2 separate regions of the Sus scrofa genome follow, and region 1 is linked to region 2. The links are chromatin contacts, called in public HiChIP or PLAC-seq maps. All regions are on one chromosome and are shown on one strand. Each heading gives the region's core, a stretch centred on a gene start, on an enhancer-like site or on the middle of the called end of the contact. The rest is flanking DNA. Distances are from core to core; before and after follow the strand shown.

Region 1 (5,248 bases), core at 1,768-4,267, 55 kb before region 2:
TGATTTATGATGTTGTTAGTTTCCAGTATACAGCAAAGTGATTCAGTTATATGTATGTTTTGGTTATATGTATGTTTGCCACCTTATCAGGAAGAAGCAAGGCTCTCTGCTCAGCCAAGACTGCCTCCAGGAGTGGGGCTGAGGGATAGGCTTCTTCTGGGCTGAGCTGGGGAGCCAGAAGCTGGGCAGTGGATTCCATAGAAGCCAGTTGTAGCTTGTCACCCTCAAGTTGGTGCTGCAGGGTTCCTGCACAGGACGCCGCAATGGTTTCGTGACTGAGAAGTCGGATGAGTCACCATCCTGAGACTAAGGGGGTTCCTGGGATGTGTGACTTTTGGTGCTAACGCAGGGGTGAGTGGGTCACCCTGCTGGCATGTCAGGCAGAGGGGACGTCTCCCACCTCTGTTCCCACCAAGTTCAGAGTGGGCACCCGAGTGTTTCTTCAATTTCTTTTCATTGGGGTAAAATGCATAGAACATTTGCCACCGTAGACATTGCCAAGGGTGCAGTTCAGTGGTGTCAAGTCCATTCCCACACTGTGAAACCATCGCCACCATCCATCCGCAGAACTGATGGATCCTGCGGAACTGAAACACCATCCCATTAAACAATAGCTCCCTCTCCTCCCCCCAGCCATTGGCAGTCTCCGCCATTGGCTTTCTGTCTTTATGAATTTGACTCCTCTGGGTATCTCGGGTGTCGGTGGAATCATACAGTTTCTTTTGGTGACTGGCTGATTTCACTTCACTTCAAGGTTCATCCATTTTGATAGCATACATCACAATTTCCTTCCTTTTTTAAAGCTGAACATTCCATTGTATGGATATACAACATTTTGCTTACTTGTCCATCTGTTCATGGACCCCTGGGCTGCTCTTGCATTTTAGCTATTGTAAATAAGTATTGCAAATACCTCTGTAAGACCCTGTTTTCAAAGTCTGCATATGTACCCAGACAAGGGATTGCTGAGTCATAGGGTAAATCCTTTTTTAATTTTTGTAGGAACTGCCACATTGTTTCCCACAGCCATTGTACCATTTTATATTCCCATCACAGTGCACAAGTGTTCCAATATCTCCACAGCCTCACCACCATTTGCTATTTTCTGTAACTTGTAGAGTAGCTCTATTTACGGTACAAGGTAATACCTCATTGTGGTTTTAAGCACCTGTGGATTTTTTTTAAAAAATTAGTTTTCTGGAGTTCCCGTCGTGGCGCAGTGGTTAACGAATCTGACTAGGAACCATGAGGTTGCGGGTTCGATCCCTGCCCTTGCTCAGTGGGTTAACGATCCGGCGTTGCCGTGAGCTGTGGTGTAGGTTGCAGACTCGGCTCGGATCCCGCGTTGCTGTGGCTCTGGCGTAGTCCGGTGGCTACAGCTCCGATTGGACCCCTAGCCTGGGAACCTCCATATGCCGCGGGAGCGGCCCAAGAAATAGCAACAACAGCAACAACAACATCAACAACAACAACAGACAAAAAGACAAAAAAAAAAAAAAATTAGTTTTCTATAATGGGGTTCCAGTTTGTCTGTCAAGAAAATGTTCTCCTTGGAGTTCCCATTGTGGCTCAGTGGGTTAAGAACTTGACCTAGTGTCTGTAAGGAGGCAGGTTCAATCCCTGGCATTGCTCAGTGGATTAAGGATCCTGTGTTGCCTCTAGCTGCAGTGTAGGTTGCAGACATGGCTTGGATCTGGCATTTCTGTGCCTGTGGCCTAGGCCAGCAGCTACAGCTCTGATTTGACCCCTAGCCTGGGAACTTCCATATGCTGCAGGTGCGGCCCTCAAAAAGAAAAAAAGTTCTCCTACTAAAAAGAAAAATGTAACCCCCTGTTCTCATGGAAAGAGCAGGAACTTTTGATATAGTCAGAGACATTGTTTTTAGTCGTAGAGTCCACTACTTAACAAGCTATGGGAACTTCGGAGTCATTTCATTAAGCTTTTAGAGCTTCGCATGGTTCCTGAAAGGAGTATGTGACATAAACAATCTGAGTGAAATCTTCCTTGTTGTGTTCTCATGGAGACCTTCCTTAGAGCTGCTGTTCGTGCATTCAGTAGATGGATGCCAGGCACCTGCTAGGCCCTGGGGATACAGAGGCAGACAAGAAAAGCAAGGCTTCTGCTGTTTAGGTGCTCAAATCGTAGGGGGGAAGGCAGACAACCAAGGTTAGTAGGAGGTAGAATTACAAGCTAGGAAGAAAATCAACCTTGGTGACATGGCAGAGCCTGACAGTTGAGTGGAGTTGGCTTAATCATTATGCCAGTCAGGGGGGCCTCTTCAGAGGGGCTCTTCTTGCAGCCGGGACCAGCTTATTGAGGAGGAGCCAGGCTTGCAAAGATCAGGGGAGGTGTGTCCTGGGAGAGGGAACAACAAGGACAAAGGCTGGAGGTGGAATGATGTAGGCGTGTTTGAGGAATAGGTGGAAGAGCATGTGACCGGAGAGAAGGGAGGTCAGGTTCATGGTCCCAGTCCTATGGGGCTGGTCCCCCAATAGCTTTCATCCCCTTTCATCCATGTGGGCCCTGCAGGCAGTGACAAAGCTGGCCTGCGTGGCTTATCCTCTGGGGCCCTGGCTAGCTGTATCCTGGCAAGGAGGTGGGTGAGTGGAACGGGGCACTTGTCCGCTGCTTTAAGGGGAAGCAAGGAAGGGAAGACCATGGATTCCTCCCCTGACACTTCAGTCTCCCTCCTGCAGGTGGATGGAGAGGGTCTGAGCTACCTGATTTCTCCCGACAAATAAGAGCCTAGGTGGGGAGCGGTGCCTTGCATCAGTTTTGTAAGTTCCGGAGCTGGAGAGGCACGGTAGTGAGTACTTCTGATGGCTGCCTTTCTCCTGCTGACCGGGGGTTACTGGGTGTGCACAGGACCAGACAGGTGGCAGACAATGGCTTTTGCTCCTTGGTTAGCAGAATATCGGATGTGGGGAACACACAGCGGCAGCAGGATGGAAGAAGCTGAGTCATACCACCGTTTGGGTCCCTATGCTCATTCCTGGCCTCCTCGAATCTAAGTTCATGGTGACACTGAGTCATCTGCCTTCCAGGCTTTCTAAGCAACATGCACCCTTCTCTCAAAGCTTTATTCTTGCCTCACTGACTCTACCTCCCTATTCAAAAAAGAAAGGGCTATGAAACAAAACAAAACAAAAAAAACCAAAAAAGAAAGGACTGGGGTTGGGGTTGGGGGTAATTGGGAAAGATCAAGGCTCCAAGGGATTTTTTTTTTTTTTTTTTGGTTAAATTGTTTTTGTTTTTGCATTGGCGCGTATGACAATGTGCTGGCCCACAGTAGACTGTACATTAGTTTCCTGAATTTTACCGTTTTCCCAGCTGATTCCAGAGTACTTGGATTAAATACTGGAGGTCAGAACCTTTGTCTACAGCTCTTTCCAGCCCACCATTCCTCAGATGTCCGAGGAATCTGCCAGAGAAGGAAGTGGAGTTGACCAAGCCTCACTCCCCGTAGCCGCACCCATGCTGACTTGCAGTGGACACTTCCTTTTGAAAATGCCAACAAAGGGTTTCTTAGCAAGAATTGCATAGGTAGGACATTTCCCTGTGGTACAGGGGGTTAAGGACCTGGCATTGCCACAGCTGTGGTGCAAGTCGCAGCTGTGGCACGGGGTTCAATCCCTGGCCCAGGAACTTCCACATGCTGCAGGTGCAACCTAAATAAATAAATACAAAGGATTGCGTAGGTGTAGACTCCTGTCCATGCTAGAGGGGACTAACCTCTCTCAAGTTCACGGCACCTGTCTTCTTTCCTATTCCTTTTTAACAAATAATTTATTATTATTTTTTTTTAAATGAAAGAATGGTTGCTTTCAGGGTTGTGCCAATTTCTGCTGTACAGCAAGTGACATTCTTTTTCTCATATCACCTTCCGTCATGTTCTGTCCCAAGAGTTTGGATATAGTTTCCTCTGCTCTACAGTAGGATCTCATTGCTTCTCTAGTCTAGCCTTTTTGTTTTGTTTTGTTTTGTTTTTTGAAAGCTGATTACTTTGGGGAACACCTGACATGAATCTAGACTTACCTGACCTAATGGGAAATTCATCGACCCAGACTAAGCCTCTTGCCGTGTATTCATGAATGTGGCCTCAATTATCCATGCTCTTTTTCTCTGAACCATTTAGCCTGGACCTTTCTGAAAGAGAGACCTCTTTCTTGGCTTCAAGCCATTACCATTTCTCTTCATAGAGAGCCCATGGCATTAGAAGATAGAAAGCGGGGGTGGCTGGGAGGGAACATTTTAATCATAGTGTTGGTGTTATGCCATGAGTTGGGTAACCCCGGTTGTTCACACCCTTTGGTTAACAGAGGGGTTTGGGGTATCTGTAAGAACAGCTCAATTTCTCCATTGGTTGGCGACACTTCTGATGAAATTATTCTTTGAGGTCCTTCTGAAGAAATGATTTCACTGGATTGTGGGCAGCCAGGAGCTGGGTCTTGCAACAGGCCTGCTAGCAAGGACAGATGTGTGTACGCCCTGTAGGCTCTTTCTCTCCCAGAGAGCAGAAGATGCTGATGCTTTTTCACAACTGACCCGACCACACAGATGTGATATGAATGATGATGTGATAAAATTAGCAGTCCAGTTCAAAAACAACCCTCGCTACCTGGGCTGGAAAATGCACCAAGATGGCTTCCTTGGTCCCATGTCTGAGGCCTCGGTTGGGACTGTCAGCTGGAGCTGTGTGCATGTGCCCCTTCCAGAGGGCGGTCTGAGGGCACAAAGATGAGTATTTCCGGTGAATAAGGTGGGAGCTGCATGACTTGTGATGACCTAACCTCAGAAGTCCCCTCACATCTCTTTCACAATAATCTATTGCTCAGAGCAGTCACAGCCTCTCCAGATTCAAGGAGAGGGGACCTAGACCCCACCTCTTCACGAGAGGACTGTCAGAAGATTATGGCCATGTTTTAAAACCACCACAGTTTTTTTTTTTCTTTTCCTATAAATATTTGTATTAGCTTCTTATTGCTGCTGTAACGAATTACCCCGAACGCAGTGGCTTATTTTAACATACGTCTAGGAGTTCCCGTTGTGGCTCAGTGGGTTACGAATCTGACTAGTATCCATGAGGATGTGGGTTCCATCCATGGTCTTGCTCAGTGGGTTAAGGATCTGGTGTTGCTGTGAGCTGTCATATGGGTTGCAGATGTGGCTTGGATCTAGCATTGCTGTGCCTGTGGCATAGGCCGGCAGCTGCAGCTCCAATTTGACCCCTAGCCTGAGAACCTCCATA
Region 2 (4,757 bases), core at 418-2,917:
ACACATGAAACAATACTCGTGCAAAGAAAAGGGTGAGGACAGAAAGGATGGAGGAAAGCATAGTTTGTGTTTGTGTAGGTGGTGGGGGTAGGGAGGGTGATGAGATGGAATGACATTGTACTCTATTTAATGACCCTGAAATACTCCAAGATGCTGCTCTGACCCCTTCTATCCCACATCTCTACAGTACCCAGGAGGCCTGGCTCCCTCTTCTCATTCTTCATTTTTCTTTCTCAGAGCAGGTGGCAAGGTGGGTGAGAGCAGTTGAACTGAAGGTGGGTTGAGATCTTGATCCCATCATCCTAACTGCTCTCACTTGCCCTGATTCACACACTACTGTATTCCTGGGATCTGGAAACTTCAGGTTCACAGCAGCTGCCAAACCAGGCAGGGATTTACAGAAACAAAAGGAATTCCCTCTGGATGCCTGGGAAAACCCACATGCTTAGATTACAGACTATCTGTAACATTGATGAACTAATTCCATTTTTATACTGGAGGAACATTCTTTATCTGGGTCTTCCCAGCTTGATTCTTCCTGAATTCTTTTTCCTTTTCTACTATCGGACCCAGGGAGCATACTGAGATCTAGATTTCTTTTGCATTCTCTTCTTCTAGGATAGACTGACCCAAATGCCTTTCCTGCATTCAGCCCTAATAAGATGGAATAAGATGGGTCTTTGTGTGTGGCATGGCCCCTAGAGGTCACCAGTTTCTCTGTGGTCATGTTCCAGATATGTTCTGGAGCCAACAGGGTAGAAAGAAAACGGATTTTAGAGTCTGATGAATCTCAGTCCAAATCTTGGCAGCACCCCTTAACAGCTGTGTGGCCTTGAGGTCATCAGTGAACTCTGCTCTGCTTTCTGATCCTCATTGTCTCAGGAAAACAATCACAGGGTTACAGAAGGGTTAGATATCAAGTGTATGTGTGTATGTGTGTGTGTGTGTGTGTGTGTGTGTGTGTGTGTGTGTGTGTGTGTGTAAGCCAGCTTGCTCAGTGCCTGGCACATAATAAATGTCCACTAAGTAGAAGCTATATGTCTACTGCTGGGCCCTTGTGCACATCTAAGGCTGGACCGTTTCTTTATGCCCCAGGAAACACACAGAGCAGTAAAGTCACTCAGCCCAGCAGAAGGAGGTCCAGGAATGAGAAATGGAATCCTGGCTTCCTCTTTCTTCTTGGGGCCAGGCTTGTGGCCACCCTGGAAAGACTGACACGAAACCTTCAGCTTCTGGGGGGTGCTAACCACGGAGAAGAGCACCATTCTCATCCACAAGCCCCTTCTGGCAGGTGCGAAGTCTCCATCTTTCCTCTCGGGTTTGCGACTCTCCCCCCTGCCCCACCGCCCTGTCTCAGTCACTGTCTTTGGTGTACCACTTCCCTTTAGGGCACAGCCCACTTCTCTCCTCCACCTCCCTCCGCTTTCCTCCGTGATGACATCACTGAGGAAGAGCTGTGAAAGCTCCTCGCTGTCAGCTAGCTTCAGTTTCCTTATTGGCACCATGACATCATCTGTGCTCTGGAAATTCCACTCGCCCTCCTGTACTCTCGCCTCTCTCCAAGGCCTCAGAGCTCCTATAAAGAGGGGTTCCCAACTCAGCATCAGCACAGAACACAGGAGGGTTCTGAAGCTTCTGGGTCCTCTCCTCTGAGCTCCGGGCAAGTCTCTCCTCCGCCAAGACCATGAAGCTCTGCGTGACTGTCCTCTCCCTCCTGGTCCTGGTCGCTGCCTTCTGCTCTCCAGCGCTCTCAGCACCAAGTAAGTTCACTCTCCTGGCTGCTGCTGAGTCATGATGTAGCCACCATTGACTTTCCTAGTTGGGGCTGGTCCAACAGCAGCCTCTGTGTGGTTGGGACCAGAGGGAGCCGGGAAGGTTAGCCTGCTGTTAAATGTCAAACCTGGTAGCCGTTCGGTAGGAGTCAAATTCCTGTTTTCTTAAGAAGTAGCAACCCATAGGCTTCTTCGAGCAAGTCCCTGTCTCCCTCTGTGCCTTCATGTCTCCATCTGTAAGGTGAAGGGGGTTAGACCCAATCCAGCCTCAACTTCTAGAATTCTTTCATGATCCTCTCCTAGGATGCTCTGTTCAGAATAAGACTGCTACTCGGAGTGGGTGGGGTGGAATACAAGGGACCGCATCTGGGGATCTCGGGGTCCCTAAGCACCACGAGAAGCCAAAATGAATGGTTCTGTGGAGAGCTTCTGTCTCACCTTGGCCTTCCTTTCCAGTGGGCTCAGACCCTCCCACCTCCTGCTGCTTCACATACACCGTGCGGAAGCTTCCTCGCAACTTCGTGACTGATTACTATGAGACCAGCAGCCTCTGCTCCCAGCCAGCCGTGGTGTAAGTATCAAGCCTGGGGCCGGTGGGGGCAGGTGTAGGAAGGGGGCCTGTTCGGGGCAGGGGCGATTAAGCAGTACAGAGGCAGGTCTCAGGGCTGAAGGCCTCCCTGAAAGCAGTGAGGAACAGGTCCCAAAGGCACCTGTTGAGTCCTGGAGCAGGTGCTAGGAGGGGATGGGGAGCTAAAGGAAGGGGAGGGGCTTTCTGGGAAGGAAGTTCGCCAGAGGCCAGGAAACCAGGAAAGATCAAAGAGATGACAAGAGACATGGGCTGACTTCTTAAACACATGTGGAAAAATCATTACTCGGGGCAGCAGGAACCACCTGAGGAGACCTGTCCACATTGATTACAAAACTCTCCACTTCCTAATCTGGAAAACCCAGGAGGCCACAGCTAGACCAGGGGAGGAAGTGACAAGGAGTCAGGCCCCAGCAGCAACCTGGGAAGGGTGTCCCCTCCCACTGGGCTGTCCAACATGAGCCACGGTCAAGGACAGAGAGAGACCCACCATAGGCAAAGTCCCCTGGGATTCTAACCTGTCTGCTCCTCATCCCACAGATTCCAGACCAAAAAGGGCAGGCAGGTCTGCGCCAACCCCAGTGATGACTGGGTCCAGGAGTACATGGATGACCTGGAACTGAACTGAGCTGCTCTGAACCCGGGGAAGGTGTCCTCCAGGGAAAGTCACCTGAGCCCGACGCTTCTCAGCAAGACGCACCTTCTCGAGACTCCTGACTCCGCTCAGTAGTCGCTATTCCTTTTCCTAACTTAATCTGTATTACATGCTGTGTTGCTGTATTTGGTGTTCTTTCCCCTTATTTATGCTTTTTTTTTTTAACCCAAGGACATTTGTCCCCCATGGGGATGGTCCACCATCACTATTTCTCTGCTATTGTAGATACACGGATAATGCCCTTGATTCCAAGTGTTTTCATAATAAAACCTTTAAAAAATACAGATCATTTCTTTGTGTCTTAATTTGATTTGGGGATTGTAAGGGGAATTGCCTGGTTGTATGAATAGGGACAAAGTACAGGTTTCCCAACACAATAAGGATGAGCAATTACTGAGTACATAAAATGGGCTACCATGTCTAAAGACACAATTGCACTTAAAACCTTCAACAAGGATTTTAACACCCTTAGAAAACAGGGACTGTTAGCCCCCGTCTTACAGACGAGGCCACAGAGGCCCAGAGGGGATGTGACGTGACGTGCTAAGGCTTGCAGGTCTGCTTGAGGAGCACCACGAAAGGATGATTCCCAAAAGATGGCTCTGCTGCTAAGGGTTATCATTTCAATGTCTTGCAGGAAAGTTATAAATAGGAGCAGCAGCACGATATAGAGGGAAGGCAAAGTAGCTCAGAGTCAGAAAGGTGGGTCTCCATCACTTGCTCTCAGCACATCGTTAGGAAAGTTGTTTTGCCTTACTGGACCCCGATTTTCACACCTGTAAAGTGGAAGCGATATCATCTACTTGGAAGTGTTGGTAGGAGGTGTAAAACACTCACCACGGGACCTGGCATCTAGCAGATTCTGTCTTTCCCTCTCTGAGGCTCCACCTTTTCACTTAAAATGAGCATTAATGTTTCTCCTCTCTGGGACATCAGACAGATTAGGTTAATTATTAGATCAGGTCTCTAGAACCCAAAGCAAATGGGAATTGTTTTCATAAGGACAGAAGAATGAATGTTAGATTTGGTTCTGGAGTGTTGTAGGAGTAGCCTAAGGCCACTTCTCCATAACACCCTTCTATCCGAACCGCCTGTGACGTGGCTCAGAGAGAACATGAAATAGAACTATGTGCACATCCAAGTCTTGATCCACAGGACAGAGAATCACAGTCTATTAAAGCTGGGAGGAACCTCTCAGACCATCTGATCCAGCCCCTGTATTATGGACACTGAGAGCCAGGGGCTGAGAAGTGACTTGCCACCAAGAAAGTGTGCCAAGCCCAGGTTAGTCCGCTTCTTTGTATTCCTTGTGACATACCCCTGTGGTCCCCACAAAGACAACTCATTGTATAAGTAGGGTGAAGAGGGGGCTACCTTGAAAACTGTTTGAGTGTTTTTCTTCTAATTGAACTGTAGTTGATTTACGATATTGTATTTCAGGTATCACAGCAAGGTGATTCAGATATACATACACACACGTATATATATTCTTTTATATGTATGTACATATATTCTTTTTCAGATTCTTTTCCATTATGGATTATAACAAGGTATTGAATAGAATTCCTTGTGCAATACAGTAAATCCTTATTGTTTATTTTATATATAGTGGTGTGTGTCTATTAACCCCATACTTCTAATTTATCCCTGCCCTCTCTCCCTTTCTCCGTTGGTAATTATACATGTGTTTTCTATGTCTGTGAGTCTGTTTCTGTTTTGTAAATAAGTTCATTTGTATCATATT

What was found. HiChIP or PLAC-seq counts read pairs in DNA pulled down with a chosen protein or histone mark.
Region 1: a contact with region 2 is called in an H3K27ac HiChIP or PLAC-seq map of alveolar macrophages. The contact joins the enhancer-like site here to the promoter of CCL4 in region 2. A contact is called at or near these places in 2 of 47 Hi-C or Micro-C datasets (both in liver) and 1 of 2 datasets of contacts at active chromatin or transcription factors (alveolar macrophages).

Annotation. Positions count from the first base shown.
Region 1 is chr12:39,533,675-39,538,922 of Sscrofa11.1, reverse strand. The region is part of intron 3 of LOC100515857 (C-C motif chemokine 3); the gene reads left to right. Among named protein-coding and RNA genes, the nearest start is that of CCL3L1, 44 kb to the right of the region's middle. Within about 2 kb of position 3,017, at least 3 of the 83 cell types and tissues checked have an H3K27ac peak or open chromatin away from gene starts, as enhancers often do. A contact at or near this core is called in alveolar macrophages, where this site is marked.
Region 2 is chr12:39,477,421-39,482,177 of Sscrofa11.1, reverse strand. It overlaps CCL4 (chemokine (C-C motif) ligand 4), which reads left to right and starts at 1,667. Exons shown (of 3, transcript NM_213779.1): 1 at 1,667-1,760; 2 at 2,229-2,343; 3 at 2,899-2,988. The coding sequence starts at 1,685. The coding sequence ends at 2,986.